Linked DNA regions of Danio rerio: region 2 is linked to region 1. A link is a contact called in public HiCAR-type data. All regions are on one chromosome and are shown on one strand. The core of a region is the stretch at or near the end of the contact, and the rest is flanking DNA. Distances in the headings are between cores, read along the strand shown.

The links. HiCAR-type assays count read pairs that join an accessible place to other places.
Region 2: a HiCAR-type map of caudal fin shows a contact between it and region 1, with 12 times the contacts expected there. The contact joins the promoter of si:ch211-131k2.2 here to the promoter of dlx3b in region 1. A contact is called at or near these places in 6 of 18 Hi-C or Micro-C datasets (caudal fin, embryo, hematopoietic stem cells and 1 more) and 2 of 4 datasets of contacts at active chromatin or transcription factors (caudal fin and gastrula embryo).

Annotation. Positions count from the first base shown.
Region 1 is chr12:6,250,473-6,254,178 of GRCz12tu, forward strand. It overlaps dlx3b (distal-less homeobox 3b), which reads left to right and starts at 1,617. Exons shown (of 3, transcript NM_131322.2): 1 at 1,617-2,075; 2 at 2,792-2,976. The coding sequence starts at 1,757.
Region 2 is chr12:6,519,621-6,523,938 of GRCz12tu, forward strand. It overlaps si:ch211-131k2.2, which reads left to right and starts at 1,462. Exons shown (of 7, transcript XM_073918135.1): 1 at 1,462-4,318. It also overlaps a transcript of g6pc1a.1 not described here.

The DNA of each region.
Region 1 (3,706 bases), core at 367-2,866:
ATAATAAACCTATGTACCTATAATATACATTTAATCTATAAAAAAACAAAGCAACTACAACAACAACACAAAAACACTTAAGACCGGACACTGCCATCAGGCAGAATTTTCTCAGATCTCAAGACAGGTTTGCATGTCTTTCGAAAGACTCTATGGAATTTGACTACATGCCACGACTGTGCACATCAGGTATGTGACAAACCGATGTCTTGCGGCTGAAGTTCACAGTTCACACACGTTTACCGTCAAACATAAAAACAGCGCATTCATGTGCACGACATTTGCATACACCGACAATAAATAACGAACAGTCTATTCCTCGATTCCTGATTTAGGCCTTCATTTATAGTTCAGTATTGATAAAGGTTATTTTGGGTACTAGAGGTTAAGACCTACTTCTGGTACCACGCCTTGCCATAATAAAGAGGCACACAAGCAAGTGCCGCAGGGGTGATCAGTGGCCCAGATAAACTTCTCCAGACTCCTTTCACAGCCACTCTGAATCAGAAAAGAAGTGAACTGATGAGATCAAAACCGTTCATCCATTGTCAGCCACAGCCAAGCATGCCCTAAATTTACAAATTAAAAATAATGTAGCCTGTCCTTAAATCATTCGTGCCCGGCACTACACTCTTAAAATAAATGTTCTCTTGGCATCAAATGATTGCGTGAATAACCTTTGGAACCTTTTTAGCGCACAAAAGTGTCTTTAGAGTGAAAAGAGTAGATCAGGGAAATGTCCTTTATAATCCGAAATAAACAGTGTATTTCCAAAATTAGGGTTTCATATTGATGCCAAGTGAAAACGATATTTTTTAACTGTTCAGAGATCAGTTCCCCATTACAACTCGAATCAACGATATTTAATTTAAACCTTTTATTGCACTGAAAACATTTCCCAATAGAACAGTTGATGCCAATGCAGATGTTTAAATGGTTTGGTTATCTAAAGAACGTTTTTATTTTCCAGTTTAAAGATAAAACAAGCGACTTTTCTTTTTTTAATGCTGTACATAACAATCTTCATCACATCTAAGCAATGGATTATCATAATAACTATCATATAATAGCTAATAATACTATTATATTGTATGATATAGTACAATAATATCATATATTAGCTACTTTAAGCAAAGTCAGCTTCTCACTTTTAAGGCAGCTGGTTTACTCACCTCTCAAAGCAACTGATCGCATTTCACAGTGTATATCTTCCTAACTAATGCTGATTCATTAAATAATATAATGTACTTATTAAAGCTCATATTAGTAAGATGTGGGCCATTTAAAATCTATTTGACGTTCTTTTAACGCATGTGAACTGGAACGAGAACATGAAACATTTACTAACTAGTATAACAGTTCTACAAAAAAATATCTCCAGCATTTCACCTCTTCATTATCGCCATAACAGATAAAATCCCCAAAAGCCGAAGTTTGGAGACGTTTAGGCGGAGGTCATTTCGCCTTGAGGGCTGGAGAGAGAGAGAGAGAGAGAGAGAGAGAGAGAGAGAGAGAAAAACACAAGCGCGAAGAGCCAATAGGAGCCGAGTGTCCGCCCATGTGCCATATAATTCAGAGTTTCTCATACTACATCTCTGCCATTACCTTCAGTGCTTCAACAGAGGGAGTGTGAGAAAGCAGTTCATCGAGGATTTTGTGTTACAGGCATCGTCCCAAACCCAACGTCTGCATGACTTGCTTCGGTCTGCCTTGGAAATAAAGTGGACGATCGTTGTTTTTTCCTTCCTTATTAAGGATGAGTGGACCGACATATGACAGGAAGATACCCGGTATTTCGACCGATCTTTCAGGCTCTATGAGTTGCCATCCGACTTCTAAGGACTCTCCGACTCTCCCAGAGTCATCGGCTACAGACATGGGTTATTACAGCAGCCATCACGAATACTACCAGAGCCCTCCATATCCTCAACAGATGAACTCATATCATCAGTTTAATCTGTCAGGGATGGGGGCAACACCCGGAGCGTATCCCACCAAGACAGAGTATCCTTACAATACTTATAGACAATACGGACATTACAACAGAGACCTGCAGACGCCACCACAAAGTGCAGGTGAGATACTTATAAAATTGCATTCGGATATATATGCACTAATACATTTATCTTTCTGCGCAATTTCAGCATTACTTTTTCCTCTAAATAAAAACTGCAATTGCCTTTGTGTCAGGCTCAAGTTAGGAACTAAAGTTTGCTTTCGTCTTGAGAAAAAATATTGTAAATTATTCATACTTATTTAACCTACTTCTTGGGTTGATTTTGTAACATTTAAATCTATATTGTCCAAATAAACTTACAATTTATAGGACTAGTAAAGTTTATTTGTTTCAGCAGGTTAGAAAGTTGTCTCTATCACAACAGACTTGCGGTCGCTATAAAACAATTATGACATTTTTATTGCATCTGTAACGCGATTAATCATTATTAATCGATGCTCGGTGTAGGCTAGATGTCACGATGTATTTCATTCTTAGGGTAGGCCTACAAAAAATTGCTACAAGATACAGCCGTTCTTTACCTTTTGGTCAAGTTTGTGGTTTTAATTCATACTTCCTGATGCTTTCTAGACTAGATATATCATTTTACTCTATGTTGATTATTTAGCTTTCAGGAAGCAGAATTATTTAGCTTTTTAAGACATTATTATTTATATAAATAAAGGTTATACGATGCCAAAATGAGGCTAGGCCATCCATTTTCTATTTTTATTTATTTATTTGTCTGTAAAATGTTACTGAAATATAACGTGCTCTGTATTTTATTATTTCCAGTCAAAGAGGAACCAGAGACTGAAGTGCGGATGGTAAACGGAAAACCCAAGAAAATTCGCAAGCCGCGCACCATTTACTCGAGTTACCAGCTCGCCGCGCTCCAGCGCCGCTTCCAGAAAGCGCAGTATCTGGCGCTGCCGGAGAGAGCTGAACTCGCCGCACAGCTGGGGCTCACACAGACACAGGTACACCTGGAGATCACATTCATTTACAACACTGCCACTTGGCATTGCGTTAACAGCTTAAAGCGATTCCTTGCACTTCTATCGCTGACACTGAACACACTGAGATAAGGATAAGCAGCAATCTTATCAGGTCATAAAAAGACTGCTCATGTGTTGAAATGTCATTGCCCGCAATTCTCACCTCTTTAATTAATTTATTAATTGTGTAATTAATAAATTAATTAAAATAACAATCATTATTTATTTGCAGTGTTTTGTAAAGAAAGTAATTGTTCTTCGCTTTAATATTTTCTACAAGTTATTATAGCAGTTGAAGATTTAATAAGCCATCACGAATTGACAGCTTATATAAAGGAATTGTAAGGGCAATATTTATACTGCAGAAATTATTTAGTCGTTGTTTTCGAATAACATGTTTATTTTAATTATATAGCATTTAGCAAATTTCGCCTACAGTTTTAGTTAGAGTGCAAATTAAACAAAACAAATTTTAAATATTCCGTTGTAATAATTACACTGGAAAAAATGAATAATTGGATTTACTATTTTTTGGGGGGTTAGTGGTTGCAAACAATTTATATGGACTGAATTTAAAGAAACGAATTAAAGGTAGTAATGTTCAACTAAATCTGTTTGTTTAAATTCAGCCCATATAAATTGTTTGCAATCGCTTACCTTAAAAAATAGTCAATCAAATAAATCCTGCTTTTTAGTGAGGCATTGTCGGCTT
Region 2 (4,318 bases), core at 212-2,711, 270 kb after region 1:
ATAATGGTGTTGGATAGTGGCTTTTATTTTGAAGTTTTCAAAAATCGAATAAATCCATATGCTGCAGAGGGTAACACATGTTTTATAAAGTGTATAGATGTGGTCCCTAAAAATAACCCACGAAGTAGTTCACTTTTAATTCATTTTCTTTTTGGCTTAGTCCCTTTATTAATCTGGGATCGCCACAGCGGAATGAACTGCCAACTTATCCAGCATGTTTTTAACGTAGCAGATAGTCCAGCCACAACCCATCTCTGGGAAACATCCATAAACACTAAAATAAAAGTCACTAACTATCGCCAGCATGAAAGAACCAAAACATTTAAACCTACTTCTATTGTATTTGTCTGACAGAAAAAAAATTATATACTCAAGTGTGAGTAAATTATGTTGTTTTATTCAGATTTAAGTAAACTATGCCATTAAAAGGTTAACTACAGTGTTTTAACTTGAGAAAAGTTTAAAGTCCCCATAAACAAGAGGCTTCAACTTTTATTTGTTTCCATATTGTGACGCAGTTCCTAGAGAAACGATTATCAAATGGGAAAACAGTGGGCGTGGCTTGTTTCTTGTTAAAGTGCTGAATGGACATAGTAGAGTAGGCATTTCAACTGTTCTTTAACATATCTGTTTGCCGTCAAAACTGATAGTTGGAGGGGTGGGGTTAAATATGTTAGCCACGCCCAATTCCTAAAATATAAGTAATCTGACAATATAACTGAAAACAAACAGGAAGTGCATTTTCAGATTTTGATTAAAGATTAGAAGGGCCAACGCAATCACACGACAATTCGTAACTTTTTTATTTAATGGCTAATTTGTATGAATTTGTACAATATAATTTGTACAATTTACTACGATTTGCTCATCATCCAATGACGGTTGGGGTTAGGGGTGGGGTTGGGTGCCACGCCTCCTTTTTAAAATCGTACTGAACTCTTCTGAAAGTAGCCACTAAACTGACAAAACGTGAAATACTTAACTTTCCTCGTAAGATCAGGCTGAAAGTGCAAACTTTTTTTTTTCTTTATGACATGCACAGATGAATTTTTCATCACAAAATTAGCAATGTGAGCTAACAAAATGTATGGTTGGTTTTGATTTCTTAGGGACTTCAATATTTAAATATTTGGACCAATAACCCTGAATTACAATGAAAATATTTGTGGGTTTTTTTACCACTTATACTTTTCTGGAAAACAAATACACTACATTACAATGTTTTATTTTTACATTTGGAAGAAATGTTATCAGACCTTTATAAAATAGAGGAAATATTAACATTTTACTCAAACACGTAGCTCATAAACTCAGTACATTCATAGAAAATTTATTTCAGTGATCTTTTAATCTTTTTCCACAGCTACGAAAGTGATTTTAGTTTTACAGTTTTATAACTGCAGTAACACTGCTGAGAACAAACAAGAATAATCAATTAAATTTTTATGTAACATTGGCAAAGATTTAACTTACACAGTCATTAACTAATGTTAACAAACAAGACCTTTTGGAGGTGTTTTTATATGTATTTTCAGTTGCAATAAAAATGAGCAGTTATCATTTCATAATCCTGTCATTTCTGTCTGTCGTTCTTCACTCACTTCTATTTTATTCTTTAAAGCAAGAACAGAATCATCTTTAGTTGCCATCAGGTCACAAAGGTGATGGTAAAAGCCTTTCTCAGTTCTCAGAAAAACACAACCCCCACATTTCAACCCTCAGCAAGAACCTATGATCTAAAAATATCTTGTCATATAGTGGACAGGCAACAAAACGTTATCAATGCTGGCCACATTATTTCTTAACCAACAACATTCCAAGAACGATTTGGTAATTTTCCTATTCAAGTTCACAAAAGTCATTTGGATATGATGGTAAACCATTCAAAATGTCTTTAAACATTCTTAAACAAATACAGTAACATTTAAAAGCAACTTAAAAATAAAACATTTGAGTATTGAGTAATTGGGGATTTTACACCAATTACCTTTTTTTGTACATTTCTGAAGAAAAAAAGGACTTTTTACTTCTTAAAAGTGCTATTATTTACACTTTTCTTCCAACTCATTATTCATCTGTTTTGTTCTGTTAACTGAATTTTGGTGGCATGCACAAGATTGTGGAAATAAAATTAAGAATAATTAAATATTGTTTGCATAGTTAACTATATTTGTGAAGGAAAAAATGTAAATGTTCCAAAAAAACAATAAACAGATTAATTATGTAGACAGGACAAAATAGACAGCAAACATCGACATTATTATCTTTTTTTATAGATTCTGTCACTCATCATCATTTAATTCAACACACAGTCTTGTATTATGTCTGGATATATTTCTGGCCTCAGTATCAGACATGACACTTTGCTCAAAAAAAGGTTTTCTAAGGTAATTTTGTACATATAATGCAATATGTGTCGCATGTTGACTTTTTGCACAGTTTTTAGTTTGGTATCCAATTAGATTTACAACTTAAGGTTTAAATTAAAAAATAAAGCACAGCGCTACAACTTAAACTTACAATTAATAATAACTTACCCACATATTAAACTATATAACGACCCCACACTACTGTTTGAGTGGCTAAATATAGGTTAAATTTAAGTTCTTACCTGAAGGAAGCATCTCTGGATCAGACCTTGAAGAGTCGAGCCGGTGTTGATTCAGGTTAAGTTGCGGGTTTGTCACGATGTAAGTCTGTTTGGACTGAAGCTTCGTTTCTGCGGCTGGAGATTCGCCATTTTGAAGAAAAGATTTGAATGGTCAATTTCTCTAACGTTGACAACTAACTCTCAGATTATGTGACTCCAACGAGAAACAACGACCAGAATATCGGGAGTTTCTCTGTTTAATCGTGTGAGGAGGAAACGTCAAGGGCGAATAACGGATGTAACGAAACGCGATTGCGCAATGTTACCAGCGAAATTAATTATTATAACCGACAGGTGTAAAATATCATATCATCTCATATGATATATGATATGATAAACAATCATATGCGAGCCGTAGCGCTTTGTTAAAACAGTGTTGTAGTGTTTTGTTAAAACATATAAAACGTATTTAATATGTACTCGTTCATTATTTACGTTTTACTTCTATTCAACAAAATAGATGAAATCCAATCAAAGCCTGTGAATGCGCATGCGCGATGGAAGAAATAACGTTACGTTGGTTGAATAAGTTCAGGCCGCTCATTTGTGTATAGATGTAACTTAGATTAAAACAATGCCCAGAGATAACGTTAGGATGGTAAAATGGTTTAGTCTTTAAGTAAAACCTGAAATCACTTAATCAGAGCAAATAGGACATTTTATGAAGGCTACCTGAATCTATCCGAAGTTTATTTACGCACTTCAGTCAGTAGCTTGTTTTCTATCATAACAAAAGCTTGCTCATGAAAATGTTTATTACAAAACAAAAAGTAAAAAATATTTAAATGTAGGCCTAAATAGTATGCGATTGTACTTGTAAAGTGTACAAAAAACTAGCAATTTACTTAATACCCATACTTCTTATAGGCTATACACTCACCAGCCACTTTATTAGGTACACCTGTCCAACGTTCTTTTGAACGCAAATTTCTAACTAGCCAATCACATGGCAACAACTCAATGCATTGATTAAGGCATTTAGATATGGTCAAGACGATCTGCTGCAGTTCAAACCGAGCATCAGAATGGGGAAGAAATGAGATTTAAGAGACTTTGGTCTGGTCCGAGTATTTCAGAAACTGCTGATCTACTGGGATTTTCATGCCAACCTTCTCTGGGGTGGTCCAAAAAAGAGAAAATATCCAGTAAGCAGCAGTTCTGTGGGAGCAAAAGCCTTGTTGATGCCACAGGTCAGAGGAGAATGGCCAGACTGGTTTGAGCTGATAGAAAGGCAACAGTAACTCAAATAACCACTCGTTACAACCAAGGTCTGCAGAAGAGCATCTCTGAAAACATAACACATCAAACCTTGAGGCAGATGGGCTACAGCAGCAGAAAACCACGGGTGCCACTTCTGTCAGCTAAGAACAGAAAACTGAGGCTACAATTCGCACAGGCTCACCAAAATTGGACAATAGAAGATTGGAAAAACATTGCCTGGTCTGATGAGTCTCGATTTCTGCTGCGACATTCGAAAGGTTAGGTCAGAATTTGGCGTCAACAACATGAAAGCATGGATCCATCCTGCCTTAACGATTCTGGCTGGTGGAGTAATGGTGTATGGGGGATATTTTCTTGGCACACTTTGGGCCCATTAGTACCAACTGAGCATCGTGACAACGCCACAGCCTACCTGAGTATTGTTGCTGACCATGTCCATCCCTTTAT